Regions from separate parts of the Zea mays genome. Here region 2 is linked to region 1. The links are chromatin contacts, called in public Hi-C maps. All regions are on one chromosome and are shown on one strand. The core of a region is the stretch at or near the end of the contact, and the rest is flanking DNA. Distances in the headings are between cores, read along the strand shown. Region 1 has its middle 38 kb from the start of LOC111589319. Region 2 holds the start of LOC100194083.

Evidence for each region. Hi-C and Micro-C count contacts between places; a contact is called where the count stands out from the background.
Region 2: a Hi-C map of tassel shows a contact between it and region 1, with 3 times the contacts expected there. The contact joins the promoter of LOC100194083 here to the enhancer-like site in region 1. A contact is called at or near these places in 5 of 25 Hi-C or Micro-C datasets (endosperm, leaf, root tip and 1 more).

The regions. Positions count from the first base shown.
Region 1 is chr5:85,971,489-85,977,150 of Zm-B73-REFERENCE-NAM-5.0, reverse strand. No RefSeq gene overlaps it. Among protein-coding and RNA genes, the nearest start is that of LOC111589319, 38 kb to the left of the region's middle. Within about 2 kb of position 3,585, at least 14 of the 20 cell types and tissues checked have an H3K27ac peak or open chromatin away from gene starts, as enhancers often do. A contact at or near this core is called in root tip and tassel, where this site is marked.
Region 2 is chr5:86,051,042-86,057,399 of Zm-B73-REFERENCE-NAM-5.0, reverse strand. It overlaps LOC100194083, which reads right to left and starts at 2,360. Exons shown (of 7, transcript NM_001359389.1): 1 at 1,207-2,360; 2 at 972-1,119; 3 at 1-405. The coding sequence starts at 2,243.

The DNA of each region.
Region 1 (5,662 bases), core at 2,336-4,835:
ACAGTGTCCGATGCACCAGGACCGTACAACTCCGAATTCTTCACCTTCGGATTTCTCAGGCGTCGCTCCGCTATAATTCACCGGACTGTCCGGTGTAGCACCGGACTGTCCGGTGCACCAAGCGGAGCAACGGCTACCAGTGCAACGGTCAACTGCAACGGACACCTACAAACGCTACAGTGCGCTGACAGTTTGCGCAGAAGTCAGAGCAGCCGCCAGAGGCGCACCGGACAGTGAACAGTACCTATCCGGTGCGGCACCGGATTGTCTGGTGCCACTAGAATACAAAGCTCCAACGGTCTTCTACGTCCGAACCCTAACGGTTGGGTGACATGGCTGGCGCACCGGACTGTCCGGTGTGCCCATCGACAGCAGCCACCCCCAACGGTTGTTTTGGTGGTTGAGGGCTATAAATACCCCCCAACCACCCCACTCCAACCATCCAAGCATTCATCACTCTCCTTTCAATACAAGAACAAAGTGCAACACTCCAAGACACAAATCAAAGCATCCGATCCGATCAAAGTTCCCAATTCAATTCTAGTGCATTAGGACTTGTGAGAGGATCACTTGTGTTTCTATATTGCTCTTGTTTGCTTGGCTTGGCTTGGCTTTCTTTTCTTTCTCACTTCTTACTCTCAAGTGCTTTGTAAGCAAGGCAAGAGACACCAATTGTGTGGTGATCCTTGCGGGGTCTAAGTGACCCGCGAGATTAAGGAAGAAGCCTCACTCGGTCTAAGTGACCGTTTGAGAGAGGGAAAGGGTTGAAAGAGACCTGGTCTTTGTGACCACCTCAACGGGGACTAGGTTCTTTAGAACCGAACCTCGGTAAAACAAATCACCGTGTCATCCGCTTTATTTTCTTGGTTGATTTGTTTTCCCCCTCTCTCGGACTCGGATTTTATCCTAACGATAACCCGGCTTGTAGTGTGATTAAAGTTGTAAATTTCAGTTTCCGTCTATCCACCCCCTTCAGACGTCTTTCAACGAGTCAGTCTGCAGCCGAGAGCGGGATCCACTCGAGTGGTTTCCTTCTGATACACCCGACCTCCCTTGTTAGGTTTCGCCACGCCCAACCTTGAACTCGTTGCCGCAAGGTTCGACCGTGGGCGGATCCTTTTAGGGTTGACGTATCTGTCTCTCCCAATTGACTAACGAGCCCCATTGATCAGGGGCTCCTTTTCTTAGCGTAGTCTCTGACTGATCGTTCCCAGGGACCGTGGGTCATTTCCTAGCCATAAAACGATTTATTAAAAATTTGGTGCTTTCAAATATATGCTTTTACTTTAGTTGTGTTGATTATAAGGACTTAAGCGTTTAAGCAATTATGCTCCCGTTTTAAAATGAAAATGATGGATGATTTTGACCTCGCACAAGTAGAGGCGGCCGGCCGGATCTTTAAATCTTTTGTGTAGCAGCGTGTGGTCTGTGGTGCAACATCACGAGAAGGTAGCCAGCGCAGCTTGACCGTCACACGCGGACACGCCACGTGACGATGCCCAACTTGAACACACGGGTCTCTCCGAAATATTTAAAGACAGATGATGCGTGGAAGCATGCATGTGCGCCGTACGTACGTACTACGCAATTAAGTGTATACTAACTTCGTTCTCAGAGTTATCAAATATTTGTTGTTCGCTTATTTATTTTTAAACTAAAATATAACAAATAAAAAAAATAAAAAAAATTTAATAATAAAAACAATAGTTCCGACTTTTACCGTTTATTGCGTACAACTATTACAATATTGACTCATTCAACAGTTATTTGAATAATGAATCTAACTCGATGAAACCAGGTAACAAAGCTATGAGTATGATATGGATGACACTAGCAACCCTCAAGTCTCATATTTGATCGTCATTCGCAAAGACTCCTATCGCCACCACTGCCAAAGTTTGGCACACGTCTAGAATTTGTTCATGTGTCTCCTCCTTCCGCCCGTTTCCATGAGAGCAATGAAGTAGAGTCTATGTTCTCTAGAGAGGTGGGATAGGTAATTATGTTTAGCCAAATCCCTCGTGCCTCTACGTAGCGGTGGGTATTTCAAAACCGAAAACCAAATCCGAACCGAACCCGAATAGACCAAATTGTCGGTCTATTCGCGTTTTCGGGTTTGGGTTCGGTTTCTATATGTGCTATATTTCGGAATATGAGTTCGGGTTCGGTCATGACCTTTAAAACCCGAATAGACCGAATAACCAGAAATATAAAAAGCTCTGGTATTATTGTATGATTTATGAACTTATTAGCTAAAAATAATGATATCATCTTAACAATAGTATATATATCTCTGTATGCTATTTTTTATAGTCACTTGTTGTAATAATAGTACTTCCAACTAATTATTAATTGTATATATTTTAATAAAAGATACTAGTCTCTACTATTCGGGTCTATTCGATGGACCGAATAGACCGAACCGAAATTGTGAGTCTATTTGGATTCGGTTCCTAAAATTATTTTAAAAATTTTGGTTCTCATTTTTTACAACCTGAAATTTCACAAACCCAAATAAACCGAACCGAATTATCCTAATAAACCGAATGGCTAGCCCTACCTCTAGAATTCCAAAAAATCACTTCATTTTAAACTAATTTTAGAGGGTGTGATAGGATTTTTGGAAGGCCGATTAATCTTCCCATTTAGGCTTTGTTTGGGTACAGAGGGATTGAAGTGTATTGAGGTGTATTGAAGGGGATTGAAAAAAAATTAGTTCATATTACACTTCAATACACCACATACCACCTCAATCCATTTCAATCCGAGATTATCCAAACAAACCCTTAAGAAATCCCTATTTGCCTTCTTTCTTCGCGGCGCGCAACGGTAAGCTTGCAACATCGATCTAAACCACACAACCCAGCATCATTATCCCACCTTTCAGTAACCTGCCGGGATAATTCAGCATCTAACTCTCCTTCCTCGTCATACCTAAAAGCATTCACGCTATAGGGAGATGGGGATTTTGCAGCAACCGTGAACCTATCGATCTCAATATTTTTAATAGAAACCACAGAACGAGAAGCAGTTCATTTTCAGTACTACCAATAGTAATCACAATCTTTTTCACAATTTGTAGTAATGATTTTCGGATCGAAATGAATAAAGGATAACTCACTGTTTCCAAATTTACGCTCTGCTGCCAAGCAATGTGCTCTGTATTAGTCCCTTAGACCGACTCCAGCAGTTCACCTAAAGTTTATCCATAAGTATTATTTTGTATTGTAGACTCTACTATTTGTAGAGCGTAGATATCGATAGTCCTAGAACTTATGAGCTTTCCAAAATAAGGCTTCTACGTGTGTGTGTATGTAGAGACAGACAGACAGACTAAACAATGCACGCTCTCATGTCAACATGATCTAACATACGACAAACATGTGAGGGGTGGTTGGTACATGCATGGTACCCGTCACTACGTACTAATCAACCAGCAGTTTAAACTAACCCTAGCTGCTGCTGCTGCTGCTACGTACGCGATCGATCGAGTTCATTCGTCCTTGTGAAGCTATACCACAGGTAGCTCACGGCCAAGCAGCAAGCAGACAAGAGGGCTAGCTAGCTATAGCTCTTGCGTCGCGGTTTCGCAGACCAATGTGCCTACTCTACTACTCGACGACCAGCATGTCCACGCACTCGACACTGCTAGTGCTAGCTGCAGTGCTGCACGCGGCCTGCAGGCGGTTCGAGCTGCCACTGGACTCGAAGCCATGTTGCTATGTGTTTGTTGCCACGTCCAGCGACTTGTCTGCTTGCTTTGCTTTGCATTAAGTTGAGCAGGATTATTAGTACTCCAGCATGCAGCAGGACACAAAACATACACCTCGATCGGGTCCAGCAGCAGCTAGCTGCAGGCATTCTTTTGTTCCACTTGTGGAGCAACTAGTAGTAATAATAACTAGAGGTGTCTACAGCGATGGATTCAAACATTTGAATGCACTTCCCGCATGGAAACCAGGTTACATCGTTGTCGTTTTTGCCTATAATTTGAGCCGGTCGAGTACCTCAGGAAAGTGTTAAAAAAGATGAGTTGAACCAGGCTACGTCGTTGTCATTTTAGTTCTTCCGTTGAAGGTGTTAAAAAATGAGTCTTCATAATGTCGCTTGTTGGAATATGCCTCTAATTCCTTTTATATATTTGGAATATGCCTTGAAATATGTTTTTCTATATGCCTATAAATATAGACACTCTCTGTAACTTGTACTCTGCAATTAATAATGAATCTGTTTCCTCGTGTTTGCTCCTTCATTTTGGAGCTGATTTTTCCACGTAAATGTTTCTGTCTATTTTATTTTCTAACAAGTGGTATCAGAGTTAGAGTTAGACACATTGTTGTTATCCACATTGTGGCCGCCACCGCCGGGTTTTGCCTTCGTCGATCTACAGTAGTTGTCGCTCCGTACTTCCACAAATCAGTTTGTGTCGCACCGCTGTGATCTGTGTTCTGATCTGCGTCGTCGCTGGATTCTTCCCCAGGCTCATTAGTGGATGCGCTCGTCCATCGTTGACACGCGTGCTGTCTCTGTCGGTGAGGAATCCTGTTGAATCACTAGCGCGTTCGCATCCGTGTGCAGGCGGCGTGTACTGGTTTTGTGTGGTAGGTGCTTGATCGATCTGCAACAGCTCTCAATGAGGGAGTCACACCCACGTGCATCTGATGTGGTGGATCCTTGGTGGATTCTCTCACCGAAGAACAAAGACGTTATCTATTCTCTTGTTTCCAAGCACCTTGGCATTAAGCCACGTGAATTAAGCCATTATTATCAATCAGTTTGGTTTTTTGCTAGGTGCACCAAGGAGACAAGATATCTAGCTAACTCATCAGATTGATCACGGTTTTTTGTTCTTCGATTTCGTTGACTTCGGAATTTTTTTATCTTGCATTATGTCGACTAAATTTGATACTTCGAAGTTTGATGGCAAAATTAGTTTTGCTATTTGCCAGATTCAGAAGAAGGTTGTTCTTATCTAGTTGGTTGTTCAAAAGGCGTTGCACACGCGACCTGCTGACATGACTGATGATAAGTGACAAGATATTGATGAGAGAGCTTTGTCCGCCATACAACTCAGTTTATCTTTTGATATTCTGCGTGAAGTAATGCATGAAAAATCCGTAGCAACATTGTAGAAGAAATGGGAGGAGTTGTATATGACCAAAAGTCTTGTGAACAAGCTACGTCTCAAGGAGCGTCTTTACACTATTCGTATGTCAGAAGGTACATCTATGCAGTCACATCTTAATAAATTTAATTCAATTATTGTGGACCTTGAGAGTCTTGATGTAAAGATAAGACAATTTTGTTGGTAGTCTTATTGCCCCCTTCTTTTAAGCAATTTAAGGAAATTATGCTTTATGGTAATCATACTTCACTGTCCTTTGAGAATGTTAAGTCAAATTTGTTGTCCAAGGAAAAATTTGATGTTGATTCTCGTTCTGAACCGAAAGGTGAAAGTTTAATTGTTCGGGGATCTGGAGATCTTAAATTCAACCTTTATTGCCGTTATTGCAGCAAAAAATACTCATCATATTTCTTAGTGCCCCAAAGTGAGAAATAAAGAGGAGAGAAAGAAAAAAGAATTGGATAAGTCTTCTGCTGAAGCCAATTTCGTTGAAACTTTGGATAGTGGAGAAGCTCTGTTTGTTGCCTCTTGAAAGGG
Region 2 (6,358 bases), core at 1,111-3,610, 81 kb before region 1:
GGCGTCGTCTTTGGAGGTCAGCGTGACCTCGAGAAGGCCTTGGATGAAAGAGGCGCACGACAGCAGGTTCACGAGGCTCGGGTCCCAGGCCGAGCATGCTCTGGCGACCTCGTGCACGGCGTCCTCGCACTGACTCAGGCTGTCCGAACTGGATACCACGGAAACCGCTCGTTCCAGCAGAGGCACGACAGCAGGAGCTAGCTCGCTGCTGTCCAGCTCTTTCTCGACAGACACCACGGGTTCCTTCTTCGCTGCTTTGGGATGGCTGATCACGTTCCTGCTTATATCGCCTTGGCACGAGAACAGTCGAAAGGAGTATGATTTCCGCTGCGCAGGTGCTGTTTCTGCTAGAGCGGCGCCTTCTTTCCGAGAGCGGGAGTGCTTTTCCTGGAGCCCCATTTTACTCTGTCTACTCAAAACGGGCTCAAGTTAACTAACTTCAAATATATATATATATGCGGGACTAAACAAACAGGAACATGTAGCTTAAAACACTACATATAGCAGTGTTATTCTAAAGCAAAGAGAAGGACTTTGCATTGCCAGTTTAGGGTAATATGTTACTCCTAAATCAAGATCGGATTTTTGATGGCTAACTGTGTAATACTATGAGGCGTCAAGGACAGATGTTTCTCAGTTCAGGAGGCAAGCTTTTTAAACCGAACAGCTCAGTGGATGCTACATGTCTACAACCAACCATAGACAACTGAGGATCCTAGGAATATGACAAAAAAAAAGGCCCCACGGCATAGAAAACAAATATTATACTGTACGTGGATCAAACGGCTGTCTCCTTGGCACCACTTAAATTGTCAGCTGCAAACAGTGACCACAACTCGTCACTTGTCTAAAAGATAGATGCCAATGCTAGTTTGCCTTGCCAAACAAAAAAACACATATTATTACTACGAGGCAAACCATCTAGGAGTAGAGTAGTCATCTGGAGAAAGTTGAAGGAACTGTCGACTCACATGAGCAAGCTTCTGTGTCTTGAAGCCCGCAGCATCGTGATCCAATTCGACATCCAAATCCAGAGCTAGTCCAGTCCCATCGTCCAGCTTTGTATCCTTGACGTCTTCCTGCCCGAGAGCGAGAGCTGTCCCGAAAACCGCATTATACCTGGAAGCAGAATTCAGATAAACTCTGAGAAACTCCTGTGCTCTTGCAATGCAGTCTGTGGGATGGGAAGGTTCACGGTTCACCCACAGGTCTCTGTTGATGGAGGTTCTGTGCACCGAAGCCGAGCTCTTCTCGCGCCCGTCGAAACTCCTGGGCGTCGAAGGCAACGGCACCGAGGGGACGGGAGGCGGCGCGGCGGCGCCTGACTGGAGCCACTCCTTGTAGTACACAGCGAACTGAGCCGTGCCGCTGTCCATGTGGTCGCTGTAGAGCCTCTGCAGGGCCTTCATCCTCGTGCGCCGGTCGTCGGCGTCCCGGCCAGCGACGAGGTCGTCGGCCTCCCTGGCGAACCAGACCTTGAGGTGGAGCAGGTGGGGCAGGAACACGTGGTCCCAGAGGTCCGGCAGCAGCTCCCTGCGCGCGAGGCCCGGCGCGTCGGCGAACACCTGCATGAGGTGGCGCGCCGCGACGCGGTCGTTGCGCTCCATCTTGTACACCACGGCGAGGTAGAGCTGCGCGCAGGCTGCGAGGTGCGAGTTGGGCACCCCGCAGGTGCGGCCGCCGCCGTCCCCCGCGGCGGCGCCGGGGCGCGGCGGCGGCGGTGGCGAGTGGAGCGACGCGACGACGCTGAGGAGGCGGATGGAGTTGCGGAGCGACCGGATCTTGGCGTCGCGCGGCGCCTGTGGCTGCGCGGCGGAGCCGTCCGCGGCCAGGCGCTCTATGCTCTCGATGCCCAGCTCGAGGTTGGCCAGCACGGGGCGGCCTGCCGCCGCGTCGTCGTCCTCGCCCGCGCCCGCGGCGGGCGCGAGGCACGCGGCGCACTTGTCGCGGAGCGCCCGCCTGAATTCCGCGTCCCTGAGCAGCCTCCCGGCGTACGCGGACAGCACGGCGACCACCGCGTCGGCGGCGGCGGCCTCCCCCTCCGCCTCCCTGGTCGTTGTCGTGGTCGTGGCCAGCGGCGGCGACGACGTGTGCCTGGACGACCTCGACGACGCCCCGCGGCGCGGGGGTGACCGCCCGGAGGCGCGTCGCGGCGACAGATGCGGCGCCTCGTCCTCGTCGACGCGCTCCCGCGAGAGAAGGTCGCGCAAGGAGGACGGTGGTGGCGGCGGCGGCAACATCATGGCGCTTGGGCGCTTGCTGTCTGCTCTGGAGGGTGGAGACTGGAGCGTCCGCGTAATCGCGCCCTGCGCTCCTCCCAGTCCCAGCCTCTCTCAGCTCATGCCTTGGGGTGGGTACTTGGGCGCGGACCGCGGAGGCACTGGCGCAGTTAAAGCCCGGGCCCGTGGCTGCCACCTCGGTCCCACGAGCCACGTACGCGCGCACGCGCAGAGAGAAAGAGAGAGCTGAGAGAGAAAGACACCGCGTTCCGTTTTGTGCACGTCGTCGGGTAAACAGCGAAGCGTGTGACGTGAACAGTGATTTCAATTCAGGAGACGGTCACTGTTGTGTTCGCATTTTTGTTTTTGTTGCCACTGTTTCATCACAGGACTACGTATACGCTCATCAGCACGCTTTCTCATATTTTTTAGACAACAACGACAGTTTTTAGAAATAGAGTTGCTATATGGCAGCTAGCTTAATTTTTGCATGAGAAATATGTTCGATTTATATTGGTAGTTTTCAACTAATTTAGGACCTCTTTGAACTAGTTTTATAGAAACTGGTTTATGGAGACAAAAAAAATGGATGTGCATATTTGGTATTTGCAACCTAGTTTCTTGAAAACGGGTTTCTAACTTTGTTTATGATACACAAAGAGAAGTCTATCTTTAATCTATTTTAAAAGTGACTGGTTTAATTATTTTCTTCATTTTTCTTTGTTGTCGAATTTAAATATAGCTTGGACTTGTATTTTTTAATTCAAAGAAATTTAATGATAATTAATCATTTAAGGAAGATTAGGCGTCAAGAGGATCGCACCCAATTTGTCAGGCAAAAGTTGGTTTCAACTAGCATCCTAGTTTTCTTTTTTAGATAATGGAAACAGTTCTGGTTTTCCCTTCATAAGAGATTAGGGCCGAACTTACAAAAGCATCACACTACCACCCACAAAATAGACACATGCAATCCAACTAAGGGCTTGTTCGGTTAGCTCTCAATCCATATGGATTGAGTGGGATTTGGTGGGTTTAAATCCCAAGCAAGTCAAATTTCTTCATAATATTTTCCAATCCCGTCCAATCCATAGGTAACAGGATTAACCGAACAAGGCCTAAAGTGCGTAAAAAATCTGCATGGCGATTATCTCCAAGCGCCTACAACTTGCTTTTATTAGATCCTTATCTTCATCCTTCTTTTGCAGAGGAATCCAAAACCTTAGCCAGTGGGTACCTCTAAAAAGAACCTGCAAATCACTGAGACAAGGTTTTTTTTTTTGTCAAAGACTAGATCATTCCTACTTATTCAGATAGCCTAACATAAAACTGAAACACCTGTAATAATCATTTTTTAGTCCTCATGTTAACTCCTAACATCCATGAACCAAACACATGGCTCATCGGCCTGGGAGGGGGTAAACCAAAACAACAAGATAGTAGTCTCCACATATAATGAGCATAATGGCAGTTGATAAATAAGTATTGTATGGTTTCATTTGAATCACGGAAAGCACATTTCTTATTACCCTGCAAGTTGTGTTTGGTTAGGTTGTCCTTAGTTAGAACTACCCTTTTGAATAAATACCATAATTTTTTTAATCTTTAGTGGTAACTTCAAACTCCATATTAGTTCACGACGAAATAAATTCTCATTGTTAATCACAACCCTATACATAGATTGGACCGTGAACACAACCGTGGGATATTTAGATTCCATCTAAACAAATCATTTCCTTCGGATAATTGGACATGAAAAATACGTGACACTAAATTATTCCATAAGATCAAGTTCTGTCCAACTAATGCCCTACGGAAGGAAACATTTAATGGGACAACAGTAAACACTCTTGCCATAATGTCGCTTTTCCTTCGAACAATCTGATACAAGGATTGTCGGTGTTTCGTACCTCGCTCCGACAAGTAAATTTATTGTGTGTGTTCCAGGCTTCAGAAGGTGTGCACGGATGGCATAAAGTTTATATTGGTTCGGGCAGAACGTCCCTACTTCTAGTCATCGGTGGCTTGCGCTACCGACACCATTGATGATCAAACTCGTAGTAGGGGTTATAAGCGATCGAGAGAGGAAGGAGAGACTCCCAAGTCTCTTTATCAGGGTGGAAGTGGAGCTTAGAAGCTGTTGGGTGGAGTCCTAGCTAAGTCTTGGTTTAGCGGGGCTTCGGTCTCCCGGTGCTCGTCAGCACTCCTCCTCCTCGTGTTCGTCCTTGTAGGTTCATGTCCATCTGAAGGTGTCCGGTTGCCTAAGAGCTCTCTCCCTTTGATCCCGTCCGATCTCTCGTGTCCCTTGCCATGAGACCAGCCTCCCCCTGTTATAGGATAAGAGAAGGGTCGGCCAGCGGTGGCTTCATTCGGAAGGAGCCACAAGGCAAAGGTAAAACCAGTGTTTTACCTCGGGTGGAGCCACGTGCAATCGTGGGGCCTAGGTCTGCCTGGTTGTCTCGTATTTATCGTGGTGGATGGCGTGGGGGCGGCGATGGTCCCAGGCATCATCATTATGGTTACTCCAACCCATGGCCTTCGTACCCTGGGGCTCGACATAGCCCGTCGTGTAGTGCCCTGCGGGAGGTCTGTGTACTCAAGCCTAGTTTGATATATCATAAGTGTGTCGTAGGCCAAGTGGTGTGTGGGCCATTAATGCGTCACAGTCCGAGCGTAGGTCATGAGTGCTATGTGGCCCGAGGTGCTCTTATGTCATGAGTGGGAAACTGATCGGCGCTGTGTTGTGGTTCGGTGGCAGGCATGGTTAAGTGTGGTTGGCTACTTATGACGAGTGAAAGGGAAATAGGGTTTAACCTCTTCCTATAAATAATTTTGGTGGTTGAATGCCCAACACAAATATTGGACTAATTAGTTTGCTCTAGATTATAAATTCCACAGGTGCATAAAGGTTCAACACAAACCAATAAAAGATCAATGTTAGGGTTCAAAAAGAAAGGAGCAAAGAAACCCAAGTGTGCCCTGGTCTGGCGCACCAAACTGTCCGGTGCACCAGGACCGTACAACTCTGAATTCTTCACCTTCGGGTTTCTCAGGCGTCGCTCCGCTATAATTCACCGGACTGTCCGGTGTGGCACCGGACTGTCCAATGCACCAAGCGGAGCAACGACTACCAGCGCAACAGTCGACTGCAATGGACACCTGCAAACGCTACAGTGCGTGGACAGTTTGCACAGAAGTCAGAGCAGCCGCCAGAGGCGCACCGGACAGTGAATAGTACATATCTGGTGCGGCACCGGACTGTCCGGTGCCACTAGAAGACAAAGCTCCAATGGTCGTCTGCATCCAAACCCTAACGGTTGGGTGACGTGGCTGGCGCACCGGACTGTCCGGTGCGCCCATTGACAGCAGCCACCCCCAACGGTTGTTTTGGTGGTTGAGGGCTTAAAATACCCCCAACCACCCCACTCCAACCATCCAAGCATTCATCACTCTCCTTTCAATACAAGAGCAAAGTGCAACACTCCAAGACACAAATCAAAGCATCCGATCTGATCAAAGTCCCTAATTCAATTCTAATGCATTAGGACTTGTGAGAGGATCACTTGTGTTTCTTTGTTGCTCTTGTTTGCTTGGCTTGGCTTTCTTTTCTTTCTCACTTATTACTCTCAAGTGCTTTGTAAGCAAGGCAAGAGACACCAATTGTGTGGTGATCCTTGCAAGGTATAAGTGACCCGTGAGATTAAGGAAGAAGCCTCACTCGGTCTAAGTGTCCGTTTGAGAGAGAGAAATGGTTGAAAGAGACCCGGTCTTTGTGACCACCTCAACGGGGACTAGGTTCTTTAGAACCAAACCTCGGTAAAATAAATCACCATGTCATCCGCTTTATTTTCTTGGTTGATTTGTTTTTTCCCTCTCTCCTGGACTCGAGTTTTATCCTAACGCTAACCCCGGCTTGTAGTGTGCTTAAAGTTGTAAATTTTAGTTTCCGCCTATATTCCCCCTCTAGGCGACTTTCAATTGGTATCAGAGCCCGATACTTCATTTAGAGTCTAACCACTCGAAGTGATGTCGGAAGGATTCGCCAAGAGGGAGATGGAAATGGCCACAAGCCATGGGAAGGCTCCATCAAGGGAGTCCAGCGCCAAAGGAAGGGAGGAATCACCTCCCCGCGTTAAGTCGCA